Regions from separate parts of the Mus musculus genome. Here region 2 is linked to region 1. A link is a contact called in public Micro-C data. All regions are on one chromosome and are shown on one strand. Each heading gives the region's core, a stretch centred on a gene start, on an enhancer-like site or on the middle of the called end of the contact. The rest is flanking DNA. Distances are from core to core; before and after follow the strand shown.

Region 1 (6,881 bases), core at 2,668-5,167:
AAAGAGGCTGGATGCCGTTTGTCAGTATTGGGGTCGGGGCTCTTTTCTAGGAAGGCTGGGGTATGACCACTTTGCAAATGGCTCTTGCCTCTCATGGTCAAGGGTCTTCCCTGGCCCTGTGTTCTCATCATTGTTGAGTCTGGAATGGCCGTCCTGTCATCGCTCTGCCCACTTCCTTGCCTAGGAGCCTTCTGGGCCCCTCCCTTCTATTTACTGTCAGCAGTTTCTAGTGTTAGCTCACTTTTCAAATTATTTGCTGATTTCGATGTTGGGGAATGCAACTGTTACTAGCAAGCTCCTAAGAGAGGCATCACAAGTATGGGGTTTGCAGTCATTTCTAGAGAGTACATACCCCTGCCAGAGCCACCCAATTGCTGGCAGGGCCCACTGAAATCTGTCTTATCTGGCTGATGGAATGAATGAAAATGATTTTTTTTTTCCGTTTCAAATTCTGGAAGAGACCTCGTTGTTTTGCTTTGTTTTGCTTCAGAAAACGTTCACGCTCCCATTCCCTCCCACTTAGCTTCCTGAGTGCGCTGTGGCCCGTCCCACCCCCACGCCACCGGCCAGCTCCCCCAGAATGTAAGGACCTGCTCGCAGACTTCATAGGGCCTTCATAGAATCCAGGAAGATGCTGCTTCTTTAGAATAATGATCAGACAGGCTTGCCGGCCGGGCGAGCTTTTAAGTGCTGGTGGCCCAGAGGGGTTGCAGCTATCTGATCTAGAGGGAGTGCCTGTGTCCAGTGTGAACACTCACACCCTTCTACAAAACTGTGTGGAAAATGGAATCTGAAAGAGCATCAGTGTAAACACTGTCTCGTTGCCATTGCCTTTGGGGCTGGTCTCCTGGTGGCTATTGCCACAATAAACTCATCTGGCTTTGAGAAGAAATAGCAGAGTCATAGCCCTTCCATGCACTTCACTGATGGGCACTGATCTTCACTGGACCCTCCTCCTCCAGTTTCACCTCCCTGCCTCATATGCCTTACCCCTACCCCATGGCACTGCCCGAGTGGGAAGGGACAGAACACCTGGGACCATCCAAATCAAGGCTACATTTCAGGGCTTGCTCTCTGAGAGCCACCCCCTCCCCAGAAGGATCGTGTCATGATGACCCTGTCTGCTTTCCTCTTTGAAATGTCCCTGCTCTCTGGAGTTAGTAAGAATAGTTCAGTTGCACCCACAAAAGCTAGTGTTTTCAGACCGTGAGTGACCCGTGCTCTTCTTGACTCACCCAGTGTGAGTGGAGGATCTGAACGTCTGAATGTCAGCATCCTTGGTATTCACAGAGCGGCAGTTTGGCTCCCCTGGTTAAAGATAACTGATGCAGCCAGTTCCTTTTTTTTTTTTCTCCTACAAGCTTTCTCATGAGCGGTGCTGTAAATAGTTCATCTGCACTGCTCCCTAATGGCATCTTATGTTTCCCCCTGTAAGCAACTGAGGTAGAAAAATAAATTGTTTATCACGGACATGCTGTGTGCTGCCGTCTCTTAACCTGAGAGTGTCCTGTTCTCGCTCCGGGGGAGGTGAATGCACTAGATAGCCAGCACCTGGGACAGCAGTTTGTAGAAGCATGCCAACTCCCCCCCCCCCCCCCCCCCCCCCCCCCGGCTGCTGCCTGGCCCCAGCTCTCTCCCCTCTGTCTCGGCACTCTGGCAGAGCGCCCTGGGCTTTTGATAGAGGTGATCTGTCCTTGAGCAAAGACAGAGCATCTGCCTGTGACAGCTGTGGGATAGCGCCCTGCCCCTCCCTGTGCCATCACTCCCTTCTACAGGAAGACAGCATTTCACATCTGCATAAGGGGCGGGTCTGTACATAAGTGCACACACTTGGGCACCCATTTGCTCTCCAAACTCCCAGAACAGTGTAGGTCAAAGGGCAATAGACAAGTTGCTGGATGGTGATGTGGAGGGTGGGTCTTTTATTCTAGGGCCACTTCTTAGCCAGGTGACCTTGTGCTCTAAAAAAAAAGAAAGTGACTTTTTAATTGAGTTGTACTTGAGGGATGGTATATGCATGTGTGTCTGTGAATAAGCTGTGCAAGTCAGTAACAGCCATAGAATGAAATTCTGAGCATCCAAGTGGCTAATGAAGTAAGCTTTCTAGAGTGATCTTCCCATCTTTAGTTCTCACGGTGGTGCTGCCTGAATCTGCTCATCAGTGGTAGGAGTGGCATCAGAGTGCCCCAGGGAAGCAGGGAGTCCCCGGGGCAGGCCTCGGGGCTTTGAGTGAGGAACTGGCAGGGAGTGTGAATCAGGTTTCAGAGTGAGTCAAGGCCCCAAAGCAAAGAAGAGTTGGAAGAGGGTTTACAGTGGAGGATGATAGAGGTGGCCTTCCATAGCGGGTTAGGGTGTGCAAAGGGCAGAATAGAAGCGTCAAAAGTGAGTCCAGAAGGCTGTCCCCTCCTGTCTGCACCCCATCGCCTCAGTTTTACCTTCTCAGCTACATTCCTCTCCCTTGTCACAGGCTGGCAGGTGGCTCTTTGGGATCTTCCAGCACTACTAAGGACAGTAAAGGTTAACATAGCACCAACTGCCCAAAATCTCATTGACTGACTACCTTATCTGCAGTGTTCCAGGCTGTCGGGAGAGCCAACCCAGCATCCTGTAACCCGGCCTTGATGCCTCCCCTCCTGAGCTACTGTGTGTAAGAAGGAGAGGGGCTGTGTAGGTCCCAGGCTGGGGAGACCCTTCTCCAGCAGCTGGGGCTAGAAGTTGCCAGTGTGTTCCCTGCCTCTTTAGCAATGGAGAGAGATCGGGTCTCTGATGCCACTGTGACCAATGGCGATTGGCTTTTGAGGGTGCCAGCCTTGGAACACCTGAGGCTTAGTTACCCTTGGGATGGCTCGTCAGGACTCACAGCCACTAAACCCCTCTTCGTTCCTAGTTATTGTCCAGCGCCAGTCCCTGGTGCTGGCTGAATAGTGCTCATTAGGAGGTGGTCTGAGGTGAGGCAGCTTAGCTCAGAGAGGCCCTGTTCATTTGAAGAGGACCTCAAATAACCTTTTGTCAGCAGAGCTGCTGCTAGGTGACATTGGTTGAAGATATTGAGGCTTTGAACAAGGACGAGTTAGTGGCCAGTCACAGCCTACAGAGGCAGAGTAAGCATCTTGAGTATCCAGGAGATAGTATTCCTCAAATGGGCAGGCTGGGGGAAGAACCCTGGCTATGGGCACAGGGCTGTGACTTACACCAGCTGCCAGGTCTGCCCAGAGAACAGTACTTTTGCCAAGTTTCCAGAAAAGCAGATAACACTCTCTCCAAATACCTGTTCTATCTAGAGTGGTACTGAGCTGCTTCAAGGGGGTAGCCCTGTGGCCTTTCTGTGCCCTTCTTCGGGCCCACCATAGTGACAGAGACTCTCAAGGTTGTCCCTGTTCAGAAAAGGAAGCCCTGGGCCCGCACTCAGGACTGAATCCCACACTGGTCTCCTGTTCTATTCTCTCTGGACAAGTCTTCAGAGCCTTGGGCCAAGAGAGGCCATTTCAGCGCTGTCCTGGTGGAATCTCAGAACTCACAAATCAGAAAGCCCAGGCCTTCAGTGTCAGCCTAAGCTCCTGTCGCCTCCATCCTGCTTCTGTCTGTAAGGGTTCTTCCTCACCCTCACCTTATCCCATCCCAGACATATTCACACAGGGGACCTTTGTGGTACTCGGTGTGGTGACCTGTCTGGCTCTACCTGGCTCCTTGCTCTGTGAGTAGGGGTGAGCCTCTCACCAGATAGGAAGCAGATCCTGAAATGTCAGGGTGGGAGGTTACACTCCTAGGTTGATTGATGGAGCTGAAGATTCACTCACCTGGGTGGGGCCAAGGCTATATAAGCGGGGTGTGGCCTTATAAGGAATTGCCTTGTGCATCAACCCTGTAACCCGTCTCTGCCCTCCCCCTCCCCATTCCTCTCTAGAGATTACCTCTTCACAGAGGCGCTTTTAAATGACAAGCCAGCTCCCAGAGGCCAGCCCAACGGCCACCTGGCCCTCTGTGTACTTGGGATTTATCCTCTCATTTGAATATTAAAGGCAAGCTTAGTCAGGAAGCAGATCTGCCACTTTGAAAGTCGACAGCACACCCCAAATCCAGCCAGGACTGGAGGGAGGTTTGTGGGGACCTGTGGGTGTGCAGTATCACTGAGCGATCCTCGCTGGCATGGAAAATCAAGAGTTGACTCTATTCCCAGATGAAAGCGGAGCACACTGCCTAATAGGCACTTAATAAACATTTGCAGAAATGAATTGGAGCAATCTGAATTGACAGGAATTGGGGGTTTCACTTGCGATCAGCTTTCTGTGCCTCTTGAAGCTGCTCTGCATAAATGAGAGGATGCAACAAAGTGAGTGCTCAGCTCCCCACAGTCACACCAGACATACACGTACACACGGGCGTGTGCACAGGCCCACACCCCATACTACACGCTGCTGGCTTTGCAGAAAGCTGAGAGGTGAGGTCCTTTCTTAGTTTGCATAGACACTGGGCCTCAGTGTCCCTTACCTATCGAAACCTACTAAATAGAGACAGTGGTCACCCTGCCTCACAGGTTTGCTGAGGGGTCTGTGGGAGCAGGCAGGGTTAACAGTGAAAGAGGCTACAAGTGTGTACTTTATTCCCTGTGAGCTGAGAACTGGTACCTACCACCTCCATCTCTTCCCCCTGCTGCCCTCAGCTCTCCTACACCTTCTCAGATACCTGCCTTAAAGTCCCCTTTGAGTTTCGCCATAAGGGAACCTTATCACCTTTCCTAGGCCTTCAGTTTTGATTTTTATTAGTAAAACCAAGAGAAAGCCTGCAGTGTAGAAAACAAAATTACAACAACAAGAATTACTCAGAGTATGAAAGGGGGTTAGACTGTCACATGGGGCCTGCGGATCCGGTATTTCATGACTTCTGGGATCAGCCCGTGCAGGAGACCAAGATGTATCCACTACTCCTTCCACCCAAGCCACAAAGAAACTTCTTTCCCTGAGTCTAGCTTAGTCTGGATTCCTTGAGTCTTGTCTCTCTGGTTGCTGAAAAACAGCATGGTGTAACCGCCGGCACCTGCCCCAGAGAGTTTCAGAACACAGAGAGACACTGGGCAGTGAGCTCAGAGCTTACAGACGCATCCTGTGTGTGACCAGCTTGGGCATTTCCAATAGTGGCAGGCACAGGAGCAGTGAGCATAGTGGGAGCCATTGATGGTACTTGGAGAGCTGTTGTGAAGGGCAGTCCTTGCCTATTCCTGCTACAGTGACAACACCATAACCTGGGGCTAACTATTCCCTAAGGAGTAGGTGCTGGCAAGTCCAAGGTCAAGTTACCTGTAGATTCACTGTGATGGTGAGGACTACTTCCTGGTCCACAGATGCCTGTTTTCTTGTTGTATCTTCCCTTTGTGAGGGTGGGGCATGGGACTATCGAACTCTTTGGATTCTGTCTTGTTTTCTTAAGGTGAGTATTTATTATGTATGTGTATGTCTGTACATGATGTGGTGGAGCATGCCTGCCACAGAGTGTGTAGAGGTCAGCGAACAGCTTTATGTTGTAGGTAATTCTCCTCCCACCATAGATGAACATTAGGGGTTAAACTCAGATTTCTAGGCCAGCTCAGCAAGTGCCGTGTCCTGCAGAGCTGGCTTGCTGGCCCTGGATTCTCTTTTATTTTTTATTTTATTTTTAATATTTATTTATCGGTATATAGGTACACTATAGCCGAACAGATGGTTGAGAGCCTTCATGTGGTTGTTGGGAATTGAAGTTTTAGGACATCTAATTGCTCCGGTTGGCCCCACTCACTCAGTTGCTGCTTGCCCAAAGATTGATTTGTTATTATACATAAGCACACTGTAACTGTCTTCAGACACACCAGAAGAGGGCGTCAGATCTCATTACAGGTGGTTGTGAGCCACCATGTGGTTGCTGGGGTTTGAACTCGGGACCTTCGGAAGAGCAGTCAGTGCTCTTACCAGCTGAGCCATCTCTCCAGCCCTGGATTCTCCTTTATAAAGGCACTAATCTCACTAAGGGGGCTCCATCCTCATGCCTACTCACTTCCCAAGGGCCCCACCCCCTAATACCTAGCAGATGAGAATTTCAGACCGTAGCATGTAATAACCAAACGAAGCCTTGAAACACAAAAAGAAGTTCACCAGGTAGGGGCTGGAAAGATAGCTCAGCAGTTAAGAACACTGGCTGCTCTTGCAAAGGACCTGAGTTCTGTTCCCAGCACCCACATGGTGCCTCACAGCTGCCTGTAACTCCAGCACCATGGTATGTGATGCCTTCTTGTGGCCTTCACAGATACCTGGCACTTGGGTGGCATGCACACACATACACATAAATAAAAAGTAAAAGAAGGCAAGTTTCCTCAGTTGATATTAAAAAGGTATCCCAGATCTAGGGACCAGTGATAGAGTCAAAAAAGCCCAGGACTCCGTTCCTTCCTGCCCATTCCTGCCTCCATTGGTTTTTGTGGTCACCATCTGAGTAGATGCTGGGAAAGACAACAGACTCTGCCAGTTTGATATCAGCGCAGACACTTTGGGTTGCAGGGATACTGGTCCTACTTTGCCATAGAGAACTTTTGAAGCCTCTTGCAGGCACATTCACTTCCTAAGGCAGAGGCAGCCCAGCCTATCACTTTACCTCTTAGTGATAGCTACTCAGGGCTCTCCAGGCCTCACCATCCTGCCCTCCACCCCCACAGTCTCATCTTTGAACATTCATGCTTTTAGGCAAGGCTAGAAGCCAGAAAAAGCGCCACTTCCTCCCCTTCCCCTGCCCATGCCGGACCCACCCATTATTTTGCAGTCTGGACAGAGTTAAAGACAGCTATCTTGTCAACAAACCCTGAGCTCGGTGCTGGAGACACAGTGACAAATGAGAGACCAGTCCTCACTGGCTGGATA
Region 2 (6,881 bases), core at 2,907-5,406, 360 kb before region 1:
TTCCTGCCCCTCACACCTTCATCTAGATGAAGGGTTCTTCTGTGAAGACCAAATTCTCCCCGATTGTGTCTGAAAATGACTCTTCACCCCTTCAGTACGGGTACCGAATTGAACATGACAATCACTTCCTCGCTCCGCATTGAAGGCAATACGTGCTGTCTTTGCGCTTTGGCGGCCGCTAATGAGCAGAAAGTTGTCGAAAACATTTTGAAAAACAGCCGGAGTCCTTGGCTCATCGAGATGGCTCAGTGAGGAAAAGTATTTGTCCCGAGAGTCCTGATGCCCTGCATCTGAGCCCTGAGCCACAGGGAAAGGAGAAAACTGACTCCCAAAAGCTACCCTCTGACCTCCACGTGTGCGCCACGGCGCTCAGACACGCCATAGTAAGTGCAATACAAAAATTTTAAAAGTAGTCATTTGCTTTCTTCCCCACTGTTTCTCTCTCTCTCTCTCTCTCTCTCTCTCTCTCTCTCTCTCTCTCTCTCTCTCTCTCCTCTCCTCTCCTCTCCTCTCCTCCTCCCTCCCTCTCCCCCTCTTTCTTTCTTTCTTTTTTTGTTTTTTTTCGAGACAGGGTTTCTCTGTGTAGCCCTGGCTGTCCTGGAACTCACTTTGTAGACCAGGCTGGCCTCGAACTCAGAAATCGGCCTGCCTCTGCCTCCGAGTGCTGGGATTGAAGGCGTGTGCCACCATGCCTGGCTTCCCTGTTTCTTAAAATATCCTCTGTGGTGTGTGAAAATGCACTGGTGTGTGTGTGGGGGGGGGGGTGGCTAGAGAGACAGATCTTCACACGGATTTACTCTAGGAGATCTGTCCTACAGATCTAAGAGATCATCTAGGATCTCTCTTTACTGGGCTTTAATGATGTGTAGGGGCATGTGTCTATGTGTGGGGTATGTGTAGGAGTACAGGTGCCTGTGGAGGCCAGGAGAGAATGTCAGGCTCCCAGGCAGCTGTGAGCCACCAGATGTGGGTGCTGGGAACTGAACTTGGGTCCTCCGGAAGAATGCCAAGTGCTCTTAACCTCTTAACTGAAGGGCCATCCATTCCCAACTGCCTCCCCGCCCACACCTCCCCTCCCCGTTTCCCCCCCCCGCCCCCCACTCCCCCACCTCTCTACCCACCCACCCCCCACCCACCCCACTCCCCCACCCCCCACCCACCCAGCCCCCACCCCCGCCACCACTGCTCCATTATTATTTTGTTTTCTGGTTCTTTTACGACTCTTTTTTTAAACGGCTTGATCATTCCTATGGTTTCCTGCGTATACTCCTGTGAATGAAGTCTATTTTTTTCCAAGCGTGTTAGGCACCCGTGGCTAGTGCCTTATCTTACCACTGCAGAATTCTGCAGGTTTGCCCCTGCTTCTCTCCCACCTCCCACTCTTAGCTCTTAAGTGCTTTATTCTGCTGGATGGTTAGCTAATTTCTTTCTCTCTGCCATCTAACTTTGAGAGTCTTCCTTGATATTGTGGTTGTGGGATGCTTTGCAGCCTGGGATAAATTTGGTTTTCTCTATTTTAAAGGCCCTCCTTTTGTTCCTGCCGTGTCTCAGGGCCACTCCAGGTACATTCTCCTCCCTTGGGGTATCCAGATCACCCATTGGGTAGATTTCTTTTGCCATAAACTGATCGAAAGCATCACAGATAGCTTGTGGTTTGACTATTTGGAGGTAATTTCTGTGCGCGCACACACACACACACACTCACAGGTACACACGTGTACACCATACATCAGTGTAAATTAAGGGACTGTGATTTTTGAAGGTTCTAAGTTTACTCTAAGATGTTCCACATCTGTGTGGGAAGATCACCTCTCAAACTTTTTTTTCTGAGGACATCATCATCAAAGGTCAAGTTCACTGGGCTCAGCAAATGCTCCAACTTGATCCCAGGTACAATTTCCTCACGTCATCAGTCATTCATTCTCCGAGGCCCTTGAAGGATTTATTTTGATGCCAGAATATTTAGTTACTTTTCAATAAGTGTATTGATCCTGCCATGTTTCCGGAAATGAAAATTGGTCTCACACAAAGAAAAAGATTCACGTTTCACAATTCAACAGACTTCATTTATATCGTGCCAACACACAGCACCCACTGAAAGCTCAATACTGGTTTTGGAGGTTAATCTAACTGTGTATTTGAAAAGCAATCTTAACCTTTCAAATTGCTTTCTCAGCTACCTGTGGCTCTCAAAGAGATCGGCACTGGCCTGCTGCTGGTTTAGGCTGTCATCACAAACAAGGGCCTCTGTCAGCACCGAGTTGGGCATCGGAGACAGTGAACTCCTTAATGCATCCCAGCTTCACAGTTTGCCTGGGACTCCTGAAGATATCCCAAGACTGAACATCATACTTCATCCTGCATCCGAGGATAGGGACATTTTAATACCTCACTTCTTCATGTCACCTAGTTTATTTATGAGGCTATTTGCTTCCATTTTTACACTTTGATGGTCTTTAGCTCATCTTGGGATATTATTTTTACTTCAATTAAGATTGTATCCCTTGGCTGGGCTGTGGTGGTACATGCTTTTAATCCCAGCATTTGGGAGGCAGAGGCAGGTGAATTTCTGAGTTGGAGGCCAGCCTGGTCTACAGAGTGAGTTCCAGGAGAGCCAGGGCTACACAGAGAAACCCTGTCTCGAAAAACCAAAAAAAAAAAAAAAAAAAAAAAAAAGATTGTATCCCTTTTGTTTCTTATCATTTGTGAACAAGTCCTGTGGGGTGTTGTTCAACCAACATTGGTTTTATTGTGACAAACACTGGTGTCCTGTCTCTGTTTCTCAGTTTCCTGTCATTCTAAGTACAAATTCACACATTCCTTTTTTTTTTTTTTTTGGTTTTTTGAGACAGGGTTTCTCTGTGTAGCCCTGGCTGTCCTGGAACTCACTTTGTAGACCAGGCTGGCCTTGAACTCAGAAATCTGCCTGCCTCTGCCTCCCCAGTGCTGGGATTAAAGGCATGTGCCAGCACGCCCGGCCACACATTCCTTTTAATAACAAGTGGCTGTCATCTTATTCTTTCTCTATGTGTGAGCAAGCACTCACCACTAAACTAGAAAGGGTCTCTATAATTTGCCCAGGCTGGCCAGGAACTCACTCTGTAGCTTAGGCAAGTCTTGAATTTGTTACCCTCCTGCCCAGCCTCCTTAGTAGCTAGGAGTCCAGGTCTGCATTAGTAGGTCTTGCTTTCTTTTTGATGGGGGCTTATAAAGGGACAATGACATGCCTGGGGCCACCCAGCTTTCTCATAAGGGTGGCTAACTCTGACCTCACAACCCTCTGATTTCTCACGTGTTTGCTTCTCCTGTCAGTAAGGCCCGGTGGGCATCAGACTTGAGATCATTAGTTCCCATTCTCCAGGATTTAACAGGAAGAACAATGGTCAGCTAACAACAACAACCCAGCAGCGGTGACATCATCAGAGTGGCACAGAAGCAGGAAGGACCAGGGACAGAAAGATATCATCCAGAATATGTTCACTGGAGGAGGGGGGGTGCTTCCGGGTGGGCAGCATTTTGGCAGGGTGAGGAGATGCGGGACGACTGGAGGAGACAGTATGACAAGGCTCACTCTATCTGAATAAAAGAAGACAGGTTGAAGCCAAGCAAGATGGCTCACACCTGTAGGCTCAGCACTCCAGGCCGAGGCAGGATTGTTCTGGGCTTGAGGCTAGCCTGGGCTGTGGAAAGAGATGCTATCTACAAAAGAGCTAGTTTGCCTAGAGCTGTCCCCACCCTACTTAGTGACAAAACTGAGTTCCTGGAAAAGCAGAGGGACCCTAGGAAGGCAGCAGGTGACGCCACAGTTCATGGATTAGAAAAAAAGTCTGTGAATTAGAAAAAAGGAATCCAGGCGTGTGGCCCACGCCTTTAATCCCAGCACTTGGGCGGCAGAGGCAGGCGGATTTCTGAGTCTGAGTTCGAGGTCTACAGAGTGAGTTCCAGGGCTACATAGAGAAACCCTGTCTCGAACGCCCCACCCCACAAAAAAAAAACCAAGAAAGGGAAGAAGGGGCAGGTTAATAACTGTAATAAAGAATTGTATACATTTATTTTCATGCCAATTGAGAGTTTAAGAAAGATGTCCTTTGTGGCCCTGTCTGTACTAAGGACTCCACTGAAATATCCAGAATCAAGGAAATGGGTTTACGTATCCTGGTGCCTTCGGCGACTTAGTAGACTGTCCATCTAGCCTGCCTCATTCACAGGTCAAGGATATACACAAAGAAAGTGGGTTGGAGAGGGTTGGCTGGGGACTAGGGTGACAGATTGATGTCGCTTTAAAAAGGACATGAGATCTTCGGAAGCAGTGACTGGCTCCTGAGTAGACCCTGGTTTGAAAGAAATCATGTGAAAGAAGTAAGGGGAACAACTGAGAAACAAGTACACAGAGTGGGTGTCGGTGGTTATCAAGGAGTTATTGGCTGGGCATGGTGGTGAACGCCTTGATTCCCACTGCCTGGGAGGCAGACGCAGGTGGAGCTATGTGAATTTCAGGCCAACATGATCTACACAATTAGTTCCAGGCTAGCCAGAGCTACACAGTGAGACGTTGCCCGACAGATGGAAAGATAGAGAGATAGATAGATAGATGATCGATAGGTAAGATAGACAGAAAAAAGAAAAAAATTGATTTCAAGTTATATGAAAAAAAATCCCTTGGGATACATATGGATGCATTTACAATAAAAATGTCATAGTATCTGCAATTTTGTTAAACTACTTCAGCAACAGAGTAGATGAAATCCCTAAGACCGAATGTTACCAGTTTTTATGGAAGAGGTATGTGTTATTATGCTATTCTTTCTACTTTCCCAAGTTGTTAATAAAACCCAGAATAAAAGTTAAACTAAACAGGAAAGAGAAAGCAAATGCTTATGAATAATTTCAGGAAGGGAGAAAATTACTTGTGCTATAATGTTAGATGAAAGGAAAGCAGTAATCAAAATATAGCTGTGGTCTTCACACTGTCTGAAAAATTAATAAACAGAAGCCACAAAAGATGCAGGATGGGTTTCATATACATTACCATCAAGCTTCTACAACTGTGTAGGAATGGTGCTGAGACCCCAGACACACCCACACTTAAGCCTGACATGCTCACTCAAAAAAATCTATCCTTTTCTCTATATTAGCATCTGTAGATTTTCTCCACAGACAATGCAATAGCAAATATTCTTGTTTCCCTATGTAGCCCTAGCTGTCCTGGAACTATGTAGGCCAGGCTGATCCTAATCAGCCTATAGTGTTTCATACACTCTGAACTCAAGGTGATCCCTCTGCCTTGGCTTGGGAGAGCAGGTCTGAGGCAGCCCACCCTGCCCAATACTTTGAGTTTTGAGAACCACAGGTTCTTTATCACAACTAAATGGTGCTGTTGCAGTAGGATCTAGAAACTTAGGTACATAACCAAATAAGTGTGGCTATATGTTCCAATAAAGTTTTATTGACCAAAGCAAGTGTCAGGCCAGGTTTGTTAGTAACACTTCTAACCTGTAGCCTGGAGGCTAACATGAGCTGGAAATAGTCATGAGTATTGCCTGCGATGAAACTGTAAACTTAGGCAAACATTATAAGGGGTTCTGGGGTGTGTGTGTGTGTGTGTGTGTGTGTGTGTGAGAGAGAGAGAGAGAGAGAGAGAGAAAGAGAGAGAGAGAGAGAGAGAGAGAGAGAGATATTTTTCTTTCTCTTTTGGGTAATTCAATTGCAAGGTTCTGTTTGTTTGTTTGTTTGTTTTTCAAGATAGTGTTTCTCTGTGTAACAGCCCTGACTGTCTTGAAACTCACTCTGTAAATCAGGCTGGCCTCTAACTCACAGAGATTTATCTGCCTGCCTGTGTCTCCCAAATGCCAGGATTAAAAGTATGCACCACCGCCACCCAGCCAATTGCATGGCTCTTAAGCATGAAGTTTGTAGATGACAATGTCATACAGACATGTCAAAAACATGGACACACCTGTGCCTCCTCCCCTCCAGACCTTCAAAGTACTCAAGACAGGCACACAGAGCAAAGCAGAGACCAGGGGTTGGGGTCAGGATGAAGAAAGCATTGTGTGTAATTGTAGTTCTTGCTTCCATACTTTTCAGTACTTGTCTGTATTTCCCCAACTCTTCCACACACACTGCTATTTTTATATATTAGCTTTAAATATGTGTATCCACCTCTTTCCCAACTCTTCTTATTCCACTACACATTTGCATCGTTCTAAGTTGAGAGGACACTGAAGCTTCACTGTGTGGGGTCTCCCCACTCCTGAGCCACCCTACCTTGTTTGCCCACAGGCAACTGATTTTATTCCACTCGCTGTATACTCCAAAAGGATGTTAACTACATGCGCTAAGTCAGCAGAGCTTCTGTATTGGGCAACACCCAGGGACACCATTTGTATTGCATTCCTGAGTTGCTGTTGACACAGAGTGCAATGAGATTCTGTCCCCTGAACTTCACAGCAAACTGATCTGACCATGGATGGTCAGTACATGGGCACATGGGATGGTACACTTGCAGATACATGTAGTTACATATGTAGCCACATGAGTCTATCATTTGTCTCTATAGATATAGTGTATCTTTTTAGATTTATTTGTTTATTTATTATGCATACAGTGTTCTGCCTGCATGCATGCCTGCAGGCCAGAAGAGGGCACCAGATCTCATTATTGATGGTTGTGAGCCACCACGTGGTTGCTGGGAATTGAACTCAGGACCTCTGGAAGAGCAGACAGTGCTCTCAACCTCTGAGTCATCTCTCCAGCCCTAGTATACTATTATTATTATTTATTATTATTACTATTATTATTTTGTCTATCCTTTTTCTTAAAACTAACGCCAGCATGTTGTTTGTATTGCTGTGTATTTTGCCCCTTTCTCCTCACTTACT

Evidence for each region. Hi-C and Micro-C count contacts between places; a contact is called where the count stands out from the background.
Region 2: a contact with region 1 is called in a Micro-C map of embryonic stem cells, with 2.3 times the contacts expected there. The contact joins two enhancer-like sites. A contact is called at or near these places in 1 of 15 datasets of contacts at CTCF or cohesin (large pre-B cells), 1 of 484 Hi-C or Micro-C datasets (embryonic stem cells), 2 of 115 datasets of contacts at active chromatin or transcription factors (embryonic basal ganglia and embryonic midbrain) and 1 of 9 other capture datasets (adipose tissue).

What each region holds. Positions count from the first base shown.
Region 1 is chr11:88,376,152-88,383,032 of GRCm38.p6, reverse strand. All of the region lies in intron 10 of Msi2 (musashi RNA-binding protein 2), which reads left to right. Among named protein-coding and RNA genes, the nearest start is that of Mir378b, 27 kb to the right of the region's middle. Within about 2 kb of position 3,917, at least 30 of the 459 cell types and tissues checked have an H3K27ac peak or open chromatin away from gene starts, as enhancers often do. A contact at or near this core is called in embryonic stem cells, where this site is marked.
Region 2 is chr11:88,736,661-88,743,541 of GRCm38.p6, reverse strand. No RefSeq gene overlaps it. Among named protein-coding and RNA genes, the nearest start is that of C030037D09Rik, 21 kb to the right of the region's middle. Within about 2 kb of position 4,156, at least 9 of the 459 cell types and tissues checked have an H3K27ac peak or open chromatin away from gene starts, as enhancers often do. A contact at or near this core is called in embryonic stem cells, where this site is marked.